Regions from separate parts of the Sus scrofa genome. Here region 1 is linked to region 2. Evidence: chromatin contacts called from public HiChIP or PLAC-seq data. All regions are on one chromosome and are shown on one strand. The core of a region is the stretch at or near the end of the contact, and the rest is flanking DNA. Distances in the headings are between cores, read along the strand shown. Region 1 overlaps ZNF423 (zinc finger protein 423). Region 2 holds the start of ZNF423 (zinc finger protein 423).

Region 1 (6,344 bases), core at 3,652-6,151, 100 kb after region 2:
GTGGGGGATGTTCCAGCCAGAAATCTCTCTTAACGACTCAGCACAGCGACGAGAACAGGGCTGGGGGCAGGGTGCTTGCGGGTTCCCGGCCCTGCCTAGGCAGACAGGGCAACTTCCTGCAGGGAGCCTGATGCCTAAAGGGGGTGACGTGGAGTGGACCGAAAGGGGGAGACTTGGCCCCCAACTCATTTCAAACCAGTAACACTTCCAGAGTCCCCTGCTGGTGGCCAGTCTGTCCCGATCCTACCTGTAAGCCATCCCCTGGCTGCCTTCCTGTTACCACCCAGCCGCATGCTGGCTCTTGGGTTGCATCGCCTCCACGGTGGAGCAAGCTTTCCTTTTAATAAGAATATTATTTATTTATTTATTTATTTGGGCTGCACCCCTGGCATATGGAAGTTCCGAGGCCAGAGATCAAACCTGTGCCTCTGCAGCAAGCCAGGCTGCTGCAGAGACAACGCCAGATCCTTCACCTGCTGTGCCGCAGCGGAAACACCCCTTTTATTATTTTTTCAACTGTTTTATTGTTACGTGAAACAGATATAGGAGTTCTGGGGTGGCTTAGTGGTTCAAGACTTGGTGTTGTCACTGCTCTGGCTCAGATTTGGTCCTTGGCCTGGGAACTTTCACATGCCCTGGGAATAGCCAAAAAAGAAAAAAAGAAAAAAAGAAGAAAAAAAAAAAAAAGAAAGAGATACAGGCCCCCCACAAAACGAATGTAGAACTCAGTGAATTTTTATAAGGTGGGATGTCATTGAAACCATCTCCCAGGATTAGAGAGAGAAGTGGCCGGTCGCCCCAGGAGCCCTATTTTTCCTCCCAGCCACGACCCCCTCCTCCTTCCAGAAATAACCACTCACCTGACTTTCATGGCAGTCGCTTCCTTGCATTTCTTTATATTTTTAAAAACAATTTTTTGGCTGCGCCTGTGACCTGTGGAAGTTCCCAGGCTGGGGATTGAACCAGAGCCCCTCCAGTGACAATGCCAAGTCCTTAACTGCTAGGCCACCAGGGAACTCCTCGCTGCATTTCTTTCTTTTTTTTTTTTTTTTTTTTTTGTCTTTTTGCCATTTCTTGGGCCGCTGCTGTGGCATATGGAGATTTCCAGGCTAGGGGTCCAATTGGAGCTGTAGTCTCTGGCCTACGCCAGAGAAACAGCAACGCGGGATTCGAGCTGCGTCTGCGACCTACACCACAGCTCACAGCAACGCCGGATCCTTAACCCACTGAGCAAGGCCAGGGATCGAACCTGCAACCTTATGGTTCCTAGTCAGATTTCTTAACCACTGTGCCACAACGGGAACTCCTCGCTGCATTTCTTTACTGTTCTGTCACCTGAGTATATGCACCCTTTGCGACTATAATTTAGACTTGGAGTGTCATGCTTTAAGGAGTATGAGGGCATAGTCATTTTTGAAAGGATGACTGTTTTAAACATCCTTTAGAACAAATCCCTGAAGTGGATCCTTCTGGTGTTCGGGCTCCTGGATAGACCATTTTCCACTGTTGGCAGGTGAACGTGGAGCAAGAAGAATATCCTAGTGCCTGCCACCTAGCAGGTGTCACCTCAGGGTCTGATGAGTGGCTGGATAAGCCCCTGAGGTTTTTTGCGGTCATCAGGGGAAGAGGTGACACGATTCTGAACCAGGGTGACGACGGCTGAAACAGACCAGCAGCGCGGAGGGGAGGAGCTGATGAACGGTGGGTTCTCAGCGAGGAGTCGTACGTCGTTCTTTCTCTGACTTGCCGTTTGGACCATATTTCCCTTTCTGAGCATTTGGGAAAGTTGGTCTCCTCCCACCTGCTGCGCGGCAGGTAAACCTGTTTGCCATTTGGGTGTCCGAGGCACGTGGCCTTCGAGGCCATTCCTCCTCAGAAGTGATGGCAAGGGGGCTTTTCCTGCCGAGGCCAGGAGGGGGGTTTGAAGGCAGGTGGTCATGTGTCTGGCTTGGTTTGAGTTCCCAGGAGTTCCAATAACTTGCGGTCCTGGGTTGAATTCTAGAAATTACGAGTGTGAGTTCTATGGGGTTGGGCCATGGTGATTTGAAAATGCTGGGCAATTAAAGAGCAGATGCTGCAGTCTTCAGCTTGCAGGGGCTTCTCATGGTCTGGAAACTTACTTTAGCTGATGGATGATAAAGCCATCTCCTCCTCCTCCTCTTTCTTCTTCATCTTCTTCTCCCTCTCCTTCTCCTTCTCCTTCTAATGGCCCCATCTGCAGTGGATGGAAGTTCTCACCAGCCTAGGGATCAAATCAGAGCTGCAGCTGCCGGCCTACGCCACAGTCATAGATACGAGGGATCCGAGTCATATCTGCAACCTTTGCTGCAGCTTGTGGCAACGCCAGATCCTTAATCCACTGAGTGAGGCCAGGGATTGAACCTGCATCCTCATGCACACTATGTCAGGTTCTTAACCCGCTGAGCCACAGTGGGGACTCCACAAAACCATCTTCTTAATGGGAATGGGGGGCTGGTTCCCCCATTCACTTCACAGATGCTTCCGAAGCCCCTTCCCTGCGTCAGGGAAGGTGGCAGTGATTGTGTGAACACGTCACAAAGGGTTCCCTTTGCTACAAGTTCATGAGCTAAGTTTGGGTAAACAGGACCAAGTGGCAGATGTTAATTCTGCAAGTCAGTGAGCTGGGTGTGGGGTCAGCTTCTCAAATCCGGGGCATCTGCAGGACTTGACTGAAAGTCCAGGAAAATGTGATTTTTGAGACTGGAAATCCTTGGCCTCATTTATTGACGCACAGTGATTGATGCAGGGTCTGTTGTGTCTTGGCTGGGAGGGTGCAGAGGTGCTGGATCTGGTGTCTTTCCTCCAGGGACCACGCGGGCCTTGCCTGATGTTGCACAGTCTGCGGGCAAAGAAACAACCGTCACGGTACCGCGTGGCAAGTCATTTGGAAGGAAGACAGCACTCAGCTCACAGACATTGTGTGCTGGTGACATGGAAGGAGGACTCCCCTCCCCACTCTAGAGCTGTGCCATCTTTCAGCAGGACGTAGGCTTGTAAAAATCCCACGTGCTTTATAAACAAACTCCAAGCCGCTGCATGGACTCGGGTTCTGCAGCCTTTCTGGTTCATGCCCTCCCCCACCCCCGTCTCACAGTGGACTTGTTGTCGGAGGTGCTCACGAGAATCCCAGCTCAGGATGTATGTTGTCCCCTCGTTGCCAGCTCACCTGTGCCCCCTTCTCTCCATCAAAGAGTCCACTGCCTGGCGACTGTCACAACCACCTCCCTCCTGCTGGTGGCCCCCGGACAGCCTGCAGGAGGGATGCTGGAGGCGGTGGCCTTGACCGGGAAGGAGCTGGGCTAGATGAGCTGTTTCCATCTTCCCATGTGAAGCTTCCCTGGGGCCCTGAAGGGAAGGGTAGGGACACTTGAGCCATCTAGCTGCAAGGGAGGAGGACCCTGAGAGGTGGTGGTGCCCGGGGCCAGCTGTGACTGCCTAGACGCTCCTGCCTTGGCATCAGTAGAACATGGAGCCTATTTCAGGCAGGGTCTGGCTTCTGGCAAGGCTGCCCTCTGAAGACTTGATAATCACCTTGCCTTGAGTTTAAGTTATCATAATCTCACATTTCTGACATTGGTGGCGCATTTGAATATCCATGAGTATGTCTAATGAAATGACTCTCTCCCCCTAAAAAAGCCATTCCTGGAGTTCCCGTTGTGGCTCAGTGGTTAACGAATCTGACTAGGAACCATGAGGTTGCGGATTCCATCCTTGGCCTTGTTCAGTGGGTTAAGGATCTAGTGTTGCCGTGAGCTGTGGTGTAGGTTGCAGACGCAGCTTGGATCCCGTGTTGCTGTTTCTCTGGCGTAGGCCGGCAACTACAGCTCCGATTCGACCCCTAGCCTGGGGACCTCCATATGCCGCAGGTGCGGCCCTAGAAAAGACAAAAAGACAACAACAACAAAAATGCATTTAGTGGCCTCTCGGATCCAAGGAGCTGTGGTTAATGGTGGTGGACACCCTTGTTAGATGCACACTGCTTCCTGGAAACCGGCTTCCAAGGACCCAGGCCTTCCAGGATGTGAATGCCTAGCCCTGGACCTGTGTGCTTCTAGCCCTAGCATCCTGGGCCTCTTTCATTTCCAGACGTAGCTGCACACACACCCAGGCGGAGGAAGCAGCCAGTCACAGGGCAGCAAGTCCGTTCTGAAGGCTGGACATCGAGGCTTCCAGTCGCCTCTGTGGGCTCTGCCCGGATCTTGCCTAAATGCTGCACCTGCTTCTGCTGCCTCTCTCAAACCTTCAAGTCCTCTGCTTCTTCCGTCTCAAACCTGAGCGCAGCCTGCTTCCAGCCAGGCCCTCTGCCGTTCTTTCTGTCTCAACCGGCCACTCCCCCAGTTCCTTTCCGATCATCCCAACCTTCTTCAGGGCAGGCCTGTCCCTGGCTCCACTTCTGATCTGCTGAGTGCCGGGGGCAGGCCCTCCTGTAACCCTCATTGGCTGGCAAATTGACGTGATTACAGCTCAGAACTGAAATCTTTCAGGCATTTTATTACTGTCAGCATCTGGGCAACACAGCTCGAGGATTAAAGAGAGTTACCAGAGAGAATGAACTCTAAGAATGGCTAATGATGATGATTATTATTTTTAACCAAGTGCAATTTACAAAGGGTACGTAGCGGGAAGGAGGCGCAGAGAGCACAGCCTCTAAACGAGGGTTAATTAGAAGCCTTCCTGATAGCTAGTGCTTCATCAGCAACAGAACAGCATGTAAATAAATCTAATTTCCCTCCAACTCAACGCGTCACAAGCTTAATTACAGCAGCCACAATGTGTGCATGTGTGTGTTTTTTTCATTAGCGAAAGAGGGTCATTATTAGCCGGGTCTGCGAAGAATTACTACGGAAGAGCCTGGTTCCACCCTCGATAGGTGTCCTCAGAGAGCAGAGAGGAACTTTCCTTGTGAAGGAAAGAGTTTCCAATTAAGGTGGCTTTCGGAGGAAGCAGGAAGCGCAAGGCAAATTAGAAAAAGATTACAGAAAGGGGAAAGCGGGCGGACGCGCTTGCCCGCTTGCGGAAGGGCTCCGGGAACTTGGGTTAATTACTGAACGGAGGAAGGGGGTCCTTCTGGGGGTCGGATCCTCTTTCCTTGCCTGGGTTGCTGCCTGGTCGGAAAGCTTGGGTCTGTAAGACCCCTCCGGGGTCCTCTCTTGCCCTCTGTCTCTAGAGAGCCGGAAATGAACTCGGACTCAGGGAGGACAGGCTGGACCACGTCCCCCCAACTCTTCGATGGCTTTTCACACCTCCCCCTCCCTCTACCTCGGAGAAAAGCAGGGGAGGGCACCCTGTCAACGGCCAGGAAGGTTGCCGTGCTGGACAACCGTTGCTGTGACTGCATTGTTCTAGAAATAAATAGCTGAAAACCCCGAGTCAGAAATTAGTTAACACAAAGGAAGTCGAGCCCTACAGGCTGCGTTCCAATTGTCTGCAGGAAGTGCCCTGCCCAGGGGGGCCTTTGAGAGAGGATTTAAGTCCATTCCGCCTGGCACTCAACGCACAATGTTGGCAGAAAAGTTTTTTCTTTCTTTCCGACCCCTGCTCCCCCCTCCAGCCCCCCCAGAATGATTCCATCTCTCATTAAGCCTTGTAAGGGGCGGCACTCTGTGGTGCTGATAAACCCCTAGGGGTCCAGACATGAAGGCAGCCGTCTGAACTCTGTGCACATGTGCGCCGGCCCCACAGACCGTGTCTGTCCTTGGCTGTCCAGCGGTGTCGGGAGCTGGCTGCCCCCAGGCTCTGGGCAGAGGCAGGTCCAGAAGCTCTTGGAATTGGAGAGAGCCTGGAAGCCCCCATCGTCTAAGCCCCTCCTGGTATCAACACTCCCCAGTATGTGTTTTTCCATGCTCTGCTTGAATGCCTCCAGGGACGGGAGGCTCATCTTCTTCCCAAACAGCCTGGACCCTGGCGGCAGCCCCCGTCTCATGTTTATTGAGCACGTAATGAACCCCCCAAATTACTTAGTTTAACGAACCTTGTTGAGAACCTTCTCAAGGCCAAGCCTTAATCAATGACCCCAGGTGGAGATTCCTGCCCTCCTGGAGCTTACGTTGGATTGGGGGTTAGGAGACAGGGAGCAATAAATGCAATAAGGTCCTGAGTGCCCAGGGGACTAAAAGAAGGTAGTGAGAGGTGGGATGTGCAGTGTCTCTGTCAGGTCGCACAGGGAGAAGCTATGAAACCCAAACTTCTGGCCTTGTCTTTTTTTTTTTAATTAAAAAAATTTTTTTTAGGGCTGTACCTGCGGCATATAGATGTTCTCAGGCTAGGGGTCGAATTGGAGCTGTATTCACCGTCCTGCACACAGCCACAGCAATACAAGATCC
Region 2 (6,842 bases), core at 2,523-5,022:
TTATAATAATGATGATAAAATAGAAATGGCTTTCCCAGCTGAGCAGAACCTGGAGAAGACAAGGAGTTTCCCACACCCGACTTATTGTTTTTGGCATTGGATTCCCACAGCCCCAGGGACACAGATGTCTGGGCCTGCTGCTGGCCTCTTTGAGCTGTGGTCATGGGGGTGGGGAGCACTGGGGACCCTTGGAGAATTTCAGGAGCTTCTGTAGGGATTTCCCTCCCGAAAACTCCAGGCTGAGAACTTAGGGCAGAGAAAGGGACTCTCTTCTACCTTGATTTACTGTTCTGACGCCTCAGAAGCTTCACAACTAAGCTGTGTGAAAGGGAACTTCAGTGCCACCAAGACTGGGGGCGGCTGGGGAGAGCTGGATGTGAGTGGTTGCTGGTTAATGGTCCAGGTGCCAGGCTCTCTCCTGATGGATCAGCCAGAGGGCTCGATCATTGCTTCCTTGTACCCTCAGGACAGGAGGGTCCAGGAAAACCTGGGTTCCCCAACCAGATGGCCCATTACAATAAAACAAAAATGCAGGAGTTCCTGTCATGGCGTAGCTGAAACCAATCCGACTAGGAACCATGAGGTTGCAGGTTCGATCCTTGGCCTCGCTCAGTGGGTTAAGGATCTGGCATTGCTGTGGCTGTGGCAGAGGCCAGCAACTGTAGCTCTGATTAGACCCCGAGCCTGGGAACCTCCACATGCCGCAGGTGCAGCCCTAAAAAGCAACAGAACAAAACAAAACAAACCGCACACACACACACAAATGCAGAAGATAAAAAGGAAAGAATCAACACAGAACCTCTTGATAGACACAAAGCTGCTAGAAAGCAGCAGCCCAGGGAAGGAGGGACCTGTCAGGGCAAGGAGGGAATTTGCAATTGTGTGACTGACATCTCTCTCTAGAAATATTTCTTTTTCTTCTTTTTTTCTTTGCTTTTTAGGGTGGCAACTGAGGCATATGCAGGTTCCCAGGCTAGGGGTCCAATCAGAGCTACAGCTGCTGGCCTACTCCACAGCCACAGCAATGCGGGATCTGAGCCTTGTCTGCGACTTACACCACAGCTCACGGCAACGCCGGATCCTTAACCCACTAATCGAGGCTAGGGATGGAACCCACAACCTCATGGTTCCTAGTCAGATTCATTTGTGCTGCGCCATGACGGGAACTCTTTTTTTTTTTTTAATTTGTCGTCATGCCCATTGCGTGTAGAAGTTCTGGGCCAGGGACTGAACCTGTAACACAGCGGTACCCAAGCTGCTGCTGGGACAACGCCAAATCTTTTCCCCACTTCGCCACAAGGGAATTGCTAGGAATGCTTTTGACCTTGAGGCATAGTGAAGGGGAGAGACAGGAAGGGAAGGAGGTGCCAGCCTGATAATGGCCTTGCTGTGGGCCAGACTGGCAGCTCTCACTAACACGAGGTCCTCAGGAAAACTCCATGAGATCCATGCTCTCCGTGTTCCCATTTTGCAGATGAGAAAAATGGAGGCAGAGAGTCTCTTCTCAAGGTTCTCCAGCAAGATCAGGAAGGAGACTGGACTGGAAGATGGGTCACATTGGCTCCTCAGCCTGGCTTCACCTGTCCCCTTGGGGCCCTTTGCTTGGGGCTGTGACAACTTCTCCTCGGAATCACGCAGCTCCTTTCTTTCTTTCTTCTTCTTCTTCTTTTTTTTTTTTTGTCTTTTTGCCATTTCTTGGGCCGCTCCTGCGGCATATGGAGGTTCCCAGGCTAGGGGTCTAATCGGAGCTGTAGCCACTGGCCCTGGCCAGAGCCACAGCAATGCAGGATCTGAACCGCGTCTGCGACCTACACCACAGCTCACAACAACGCCGGATCCTTAACCCACTGAGCAAGGCCAGGGATCGAACCCGCAACCTCATGGTTCCTAATCGGATTCGTTAACCGTTGAGCCACCACGGGAACTCCCTCACGCAGCTCTTTTCTACCTCAGGGCCTTTACACACACTGCTCGCTCTGCCAGGAACTCTGTTCTGGGTCCTCTTCTCTGACTCCTTCGGCCTCCTCCAGGCTCTCAGCCAAACCACTGCTGTGACCCTCTGCTTTTTGGCCTCATTTACACTATATTTTTCCTTCTCAGGATTGTTCGCCACGGTAATTAAATAATTATTTATGTGGCCATTTATTAAAAGTCAGCCTCCACACTAGAGAACAAGCCCCAGCAAGGAGGCACTGTGGTCCTGCTTGTTTGTTGTCTTACCCTCAGTTTGGGCACGCAGTAGGCACTCAGTGAATACATGAATGTTGACTAAACAACTAACAAAGGAATGAACTTATTTCCTGGGGGAAAACTGAGGGTTCATCTTCCCTCCCCAAAATGATTTCTTTCTTATAGGCTGATGCAAGTTTTCCCAGTGGAGAGTGTGATTCTCAAGTTATGAAAATGTCTAAACAAAGATCACAAATTCCAGATTGTATATATTCAAGTGTCATCTATTTATTTATTTAGTCTTTTTTTTTGCCTTTTCTAGGGCCACTCCCAGGGCATATGGAGGTTCCCAGGCTAGGGGTCAAATTGGAGCTGTAGCTGCCAGCCTAGACCAGAGCCACAGCAACATGGGATCCGAGCCACGTCTGCAACCTACACCACAGCTCATGGCAATGCCGGATCCTTAATCCACTGAGCGAGGCCAGGGATTGAACCCGCAACCTCATGGTTCCTAGTCGGATTCGTTTACCGCTGCACCACGACGGGAACTCCTCAAGTGTCATTTAAAACACACAGGTGTGTGTGTGTGTGTATATGTGTGTGTAGGGCAAGAAAGGAGTCATTTGGTCACTTATTGCAAAGCACCTCTTGAACAACTTTGGAGACTTTTCAGGGATACTAGTTTATGTAATTTTTTTTTTTTTTGGTCTTTTTTAGGGCCGCACCTGAAGCATATGGAGGTTCCCAGGCTAGGGGGTAGAATCCCAGCCATAGCTGCTGGCCATGGCAACACCGATCTGACCAATGCCACAACTTGAGGCAACGCAGGATCCTTAACCCAGTGGGGCAGACCAGGGACTGAACCTGCATCCTCATGGATACTAGTCAGGTTCTTAACCCACTGAGTCACAGTGGGAACTCCAGGATACTAGTTCCGAAGTCACAACAGGAGCCCTATCTTATTTTACTTTATTTGTCTACCTTGTTTTTTGTCACCCACTGCTCCTCCGGCATTTACCAGGCTGCTCTGGATGACACCTGCTTCTTTTTGAAACTCAGAGGGACACCTAATTGGGTGTGTGTCTGGGGATTTACATCCTTACATCCTTGGGTGTGGAAAGGCAGTACCTTGAGTGAGAGGCGCCTGTCCTCCAGTGAAGTTGTGACTCAGAAGGAAGATGCCCCGTTTATGTGGACAAGGTCTTATTTGTTTTCACAAACATTACCTTGTAATTTCTCTTGCATTTCCCAATGGGGGTTCCTTACAGTTTACAAAGGGGTTCCCTAGCCAGCCTCTGGGTAGGGCCGGAGCAGCCCTTCACTAGGAAGAAGAGGCGACAAGGGGACTTTTCTCATGGCGGGAGGGGCCCAGACTCCTGGGTACCCCGCAGGAAGGGAGCAGGTGGGGTACCAAACGGTATCTGAAAATGACTTTTTTTCTGGCCTCAAGTGGCCAGGCTGGTGAGAAGCAAAGCCCTTGCAGCAGGCAGCTAGCCCTGCCCTCACCCGGTGCCTCTTGAGACCCTTTCAGTAAGGAGATCCCGGATTTTTGCTGCTCTGGAATTTTCCTTAAAACAGCATATTTCTGAAAGGAGTTAAAAACGAAACAAGCTTCTAAGCGAGCAGGCCGGGCCGAAGCAGGGACGCAGGGACGAAGTGGAACTCCTTCCGCACCCCGAAAACCATCGAGCTGGGAGGCTGCAGCCAGGTCTTTTGGGGGAGGGGTGAGCGTCGGGACGCGAAAGTGTGCAACGGCGACGCGCAGGAGTGGGTCTAAAAAACTGTGCGCTTGTTTAGGACACCTAGCCTTGTGGATTCGTTCCCTTGTGGATGGCCTGTCGCCTGCCCCTCAGCCTGTTACCCCCACCTCTGGCCTCTGGGCCTTCCGCAGTTCCTGAGGGTGGAAAAAGGGCAGCGCCGCGGGTCTCCAACCAGCCCTCCCCGCTCGGTGACCCCTCCTTTCCTCCAGCAACCCCTTCCCCGCCGCGCTCCTTTTGTCCATCCCTTCTTTCTCCAGGCTCCCGGCTGGGCACGATCCGCAGTCTCCAGCCCCCCAGAGAGCCTGGGAGGGCAAGCCGCGGGCTGTTCTCCACCCCCTCCCCCTAGGAGAGGCAGCCCGCGGCGGGGGCACCCCGGAGCCGAGGCCAATCGCCCCCCTCCCCCAGCGTGTGCCATCTGCCGCCTGTCAGCCTCTCTCCGCGGGCCGCGATCCCAGGCGCCGGCGGGGGTGGGGAGCTGCCGATTCGGCCCCTCCTTCCTGGCTCCTTCCCAGGCGTCTTGTGGCCTCTGCCCTCGCTTAGGCCCTTGGCACCCCCTCTCATCATAACCCCGGCCATCCCTGAGCTGCGGGAGGCGGCTCCTATTTCCCTCCGGGAAGGCCGAGATGTCGGACACTCTCGACGCAAGAGCTGGGGAGGGCGGTGATCCTGGGGGCGGCAGCCCTAACGAGGGGAAAAGGTGGACCTCTGAGCCTGAGTACCAGTTAGGGGACGTCTCCGTCCCGGTCTCTCTAGGGATACTCGCTCTCTGCCTCCCGGTGTCAGAGTGTATGCCTCGGCGGCGTCGCGTTTCTCTGGTCGCCCGACTCTACCTCGGAGACGGCCTTGAGCGCGCAAGCTTGGTCTTCTTCCCTGAACCTGCCTTAAGGCCGATCCCTGCACCCCATCTGCGAGGGTGGCATCTATCTCTGTTATCGGTCCAGCACTGGGTCGGAACCCGGAGGCCCAGAGAGGCGAGCAAGCCGAGTGGGACCGCGAAGCCAGCAGAGTGGGGCGCGGGCGCGACTGGCAGGCCGGCTGGGGAACCGCGGGGCGCAGGCGCCCTGCTTGGGGCGGGCGCCGCTGCCCGGCCGGCCCCGGCGCGGCTCTCGGCGGGCAGCGGGTTTTTCCGTGAAAGGTTGCCCCGGGTAACTCGTCTCCGAGGGGACGCAGCCCTCCTCTCTCCAAGTGGCAACTTATCGATCCGCGAGATTGATAACCCCCAGCGCCGCACAGAGCACCCGCTCCGCTCTCCCCGCTCTGGGGCTAGCCGGCCCAAGGTGGCGCCACTCGCCCGGGGAAGGGCGGGTGGCGGGGGCTGACGATGTCGGGTCCTTCCACCCAACCTGGACTTGGCCTCTTACAGCTGGTGGGGGATGGGTAGGCTTCAAAGGAACGGTTTGGGGAGCCGCTTGGGGAAGAATTCTCCGAAGTCTGAGCCCCTTCCCCAGCGGGCTCGGAAACCCAAGCCTCAAATCTTTCCAGAGGCGCCCCCTGGTGGCTGGGGCAAAATTTGTCAAGTGGTAGCTGGTTTCTTCCTTTCAGTGGTAAGGGGACGTGGTGCTTCCGCAATATTTGGGGGCTACGGTAGTCTTAGCTAAGAAGCGTGCAACCACATGCGCGAACGCTCTAGATTCAGCTGTTGGGGGCGATCACATTTAGCTCAGTGGTGGAAGAGTTTGTAGATGTGGGGCAGAATTGGTCTTCAGACACCAACCAATGGGCAAAATCCGAGAGGGAAAAGCCAAGTTCAGGGATAATTCATGTGCGTGGGGCATAATTTGCGGAGGTGGCAATGTCTGGGCAATTTCATCCCGGTTTGCCCCCTTTCCCCCCAGTTCTCTCACTTTTTTCAGTTTATGATGCAAATGTATCTTGGCGACTTTGACAGCATGCGTGGGCCCTGTGTCTGCTCCCTCCTCCCCCCCGGGTGCCTCCAGCGCTGGAATTGGGGCCCCGCGTGCCGGTGCGGTGCCCGCGCCCGCGCCGTGCCTGCCGCCGCCGCCGCCGCCGCCGCGGTCCGGGTTTTGCGGGCGGCCGGAGCTGTATTTCCAGCGCTGTCCATCGCTCGGTGCTGTTGGCCCTCTCTCCGTCTGATCCGAGCCGGAGCAGTGCGGGGCGCCCCACGGGATCAGAGCGCTCCCCCGCCGGGACTCCGCTCCTCACATCCTCCTGCTGGGACCCGGCTACATTTCCAGCCAAGCCTGGCTTTATTATGTGTCTCTGCAGTGCAGCCCCAGCAGCCGGATCGGGAGGAGGAGAGCCAGCGACCACAAAGAAGACAGGAGCGCAAGGGAGGCTGGCGGGCGGGCCGGCGCCGGCTGGAGCGCGGAGGAGCCGGGGCGCAGCCGCCGCCGCCGCTGCCCAGGAGGACGGGAGCCCGGCCGCCGCCTGCTCGTCCTCCTCCTCCGCCGCCGCCGCCGCCTCCCCCCTCTCCAAGCCCCTGGCCCATGGAGGCAGCTAGCGGGGCCGGCGAATTGGCACCGGCCTGGGGATCGGCAGCGCGCAGCGCGCTGAGCACCGCAGCCCGAGGGCAGGCAGCGGCGGCCCGGCGCACGGGCTGAGCGATGCCTGGGGCAGGGGCGCGCCTGCCCGCCGCTGCCTGAGCGCCCCCGCGCGCCCCTTCCTCCTCCGGGGGGCCGGCACCGGACCGAGCCGAGAGCCAGAGAAGGGGGCGTGAGCCAGGGGCCCCAAGCTGCGGCTTCTGAGCGGCTGCGGCCGTTTCGAGCCCCCCAAGTAGGCTGAGTTGAGGGATTCCCCCTCCCCATCCATCATAATCTCCAAATCAGGCGTTTGGGCATTTTCAAATCATTAATATTTATTATTATTTTTGTGTGCGGCAGGGGACAATTTGAAGGCTTTTTTTTTTTTTTTCCGGGGGGTACTAAGCTTCCGCGCTCCCGACCGCCTACCGGT

Evidence for each region. HiChIP or PLAC-seq counts read pairs in DNA pulled down with a chosen protein or histone mark.
Region 1: an H3K27ac HiChIP or PLAC-seq map of skeletal muscle shows a contact between it and region 2, with 4 times the contacts expected there. The contact joins the enhancer-like site here to the promoter of ZNF423 in region 2. A contact is called at or near these places in 6 of 47 Hi-C or Micro-C datasets (brain, heart right ventricle, mesenteric adipose tissue and 3 more) and 1 of 2 datasets of contacts at active chromatin or transcription factors (skeletal muscle).

The regions. Positions count from the first base shown.
Region 1 is chr6:35,024,965-35,031,308 of Sscrofa11.1, forward strand. The region is part of intron 2 of ZNF423 (zinc finger protein 423); the gene reads left to right. Among named protein-coding and RNA genes, the nearest start is that of ZNF423, 99 kb to the left of the region's middle. Within about 2 kb of position 4,902, at least 25 of the 83 cell types and tissues checked have an H3K27ac peak or open chromatin away from gene starts, as enhancers often do. A contact at or near this core is called in mesenteric adipose tissue, retroperitoneal adipose tissue, skeletal muscle and 1 more, where this site is marked.
Region 2 is chr6:34,925,514-34,932,355 of Sscrofa11.1, forward strand. It overlaps ZNF423 (zinc finger protein 423), which reads left to right and starts at 3,773. Exons shown (of 8, transcript XM_021094227.1): 1 at 3,773-3,877.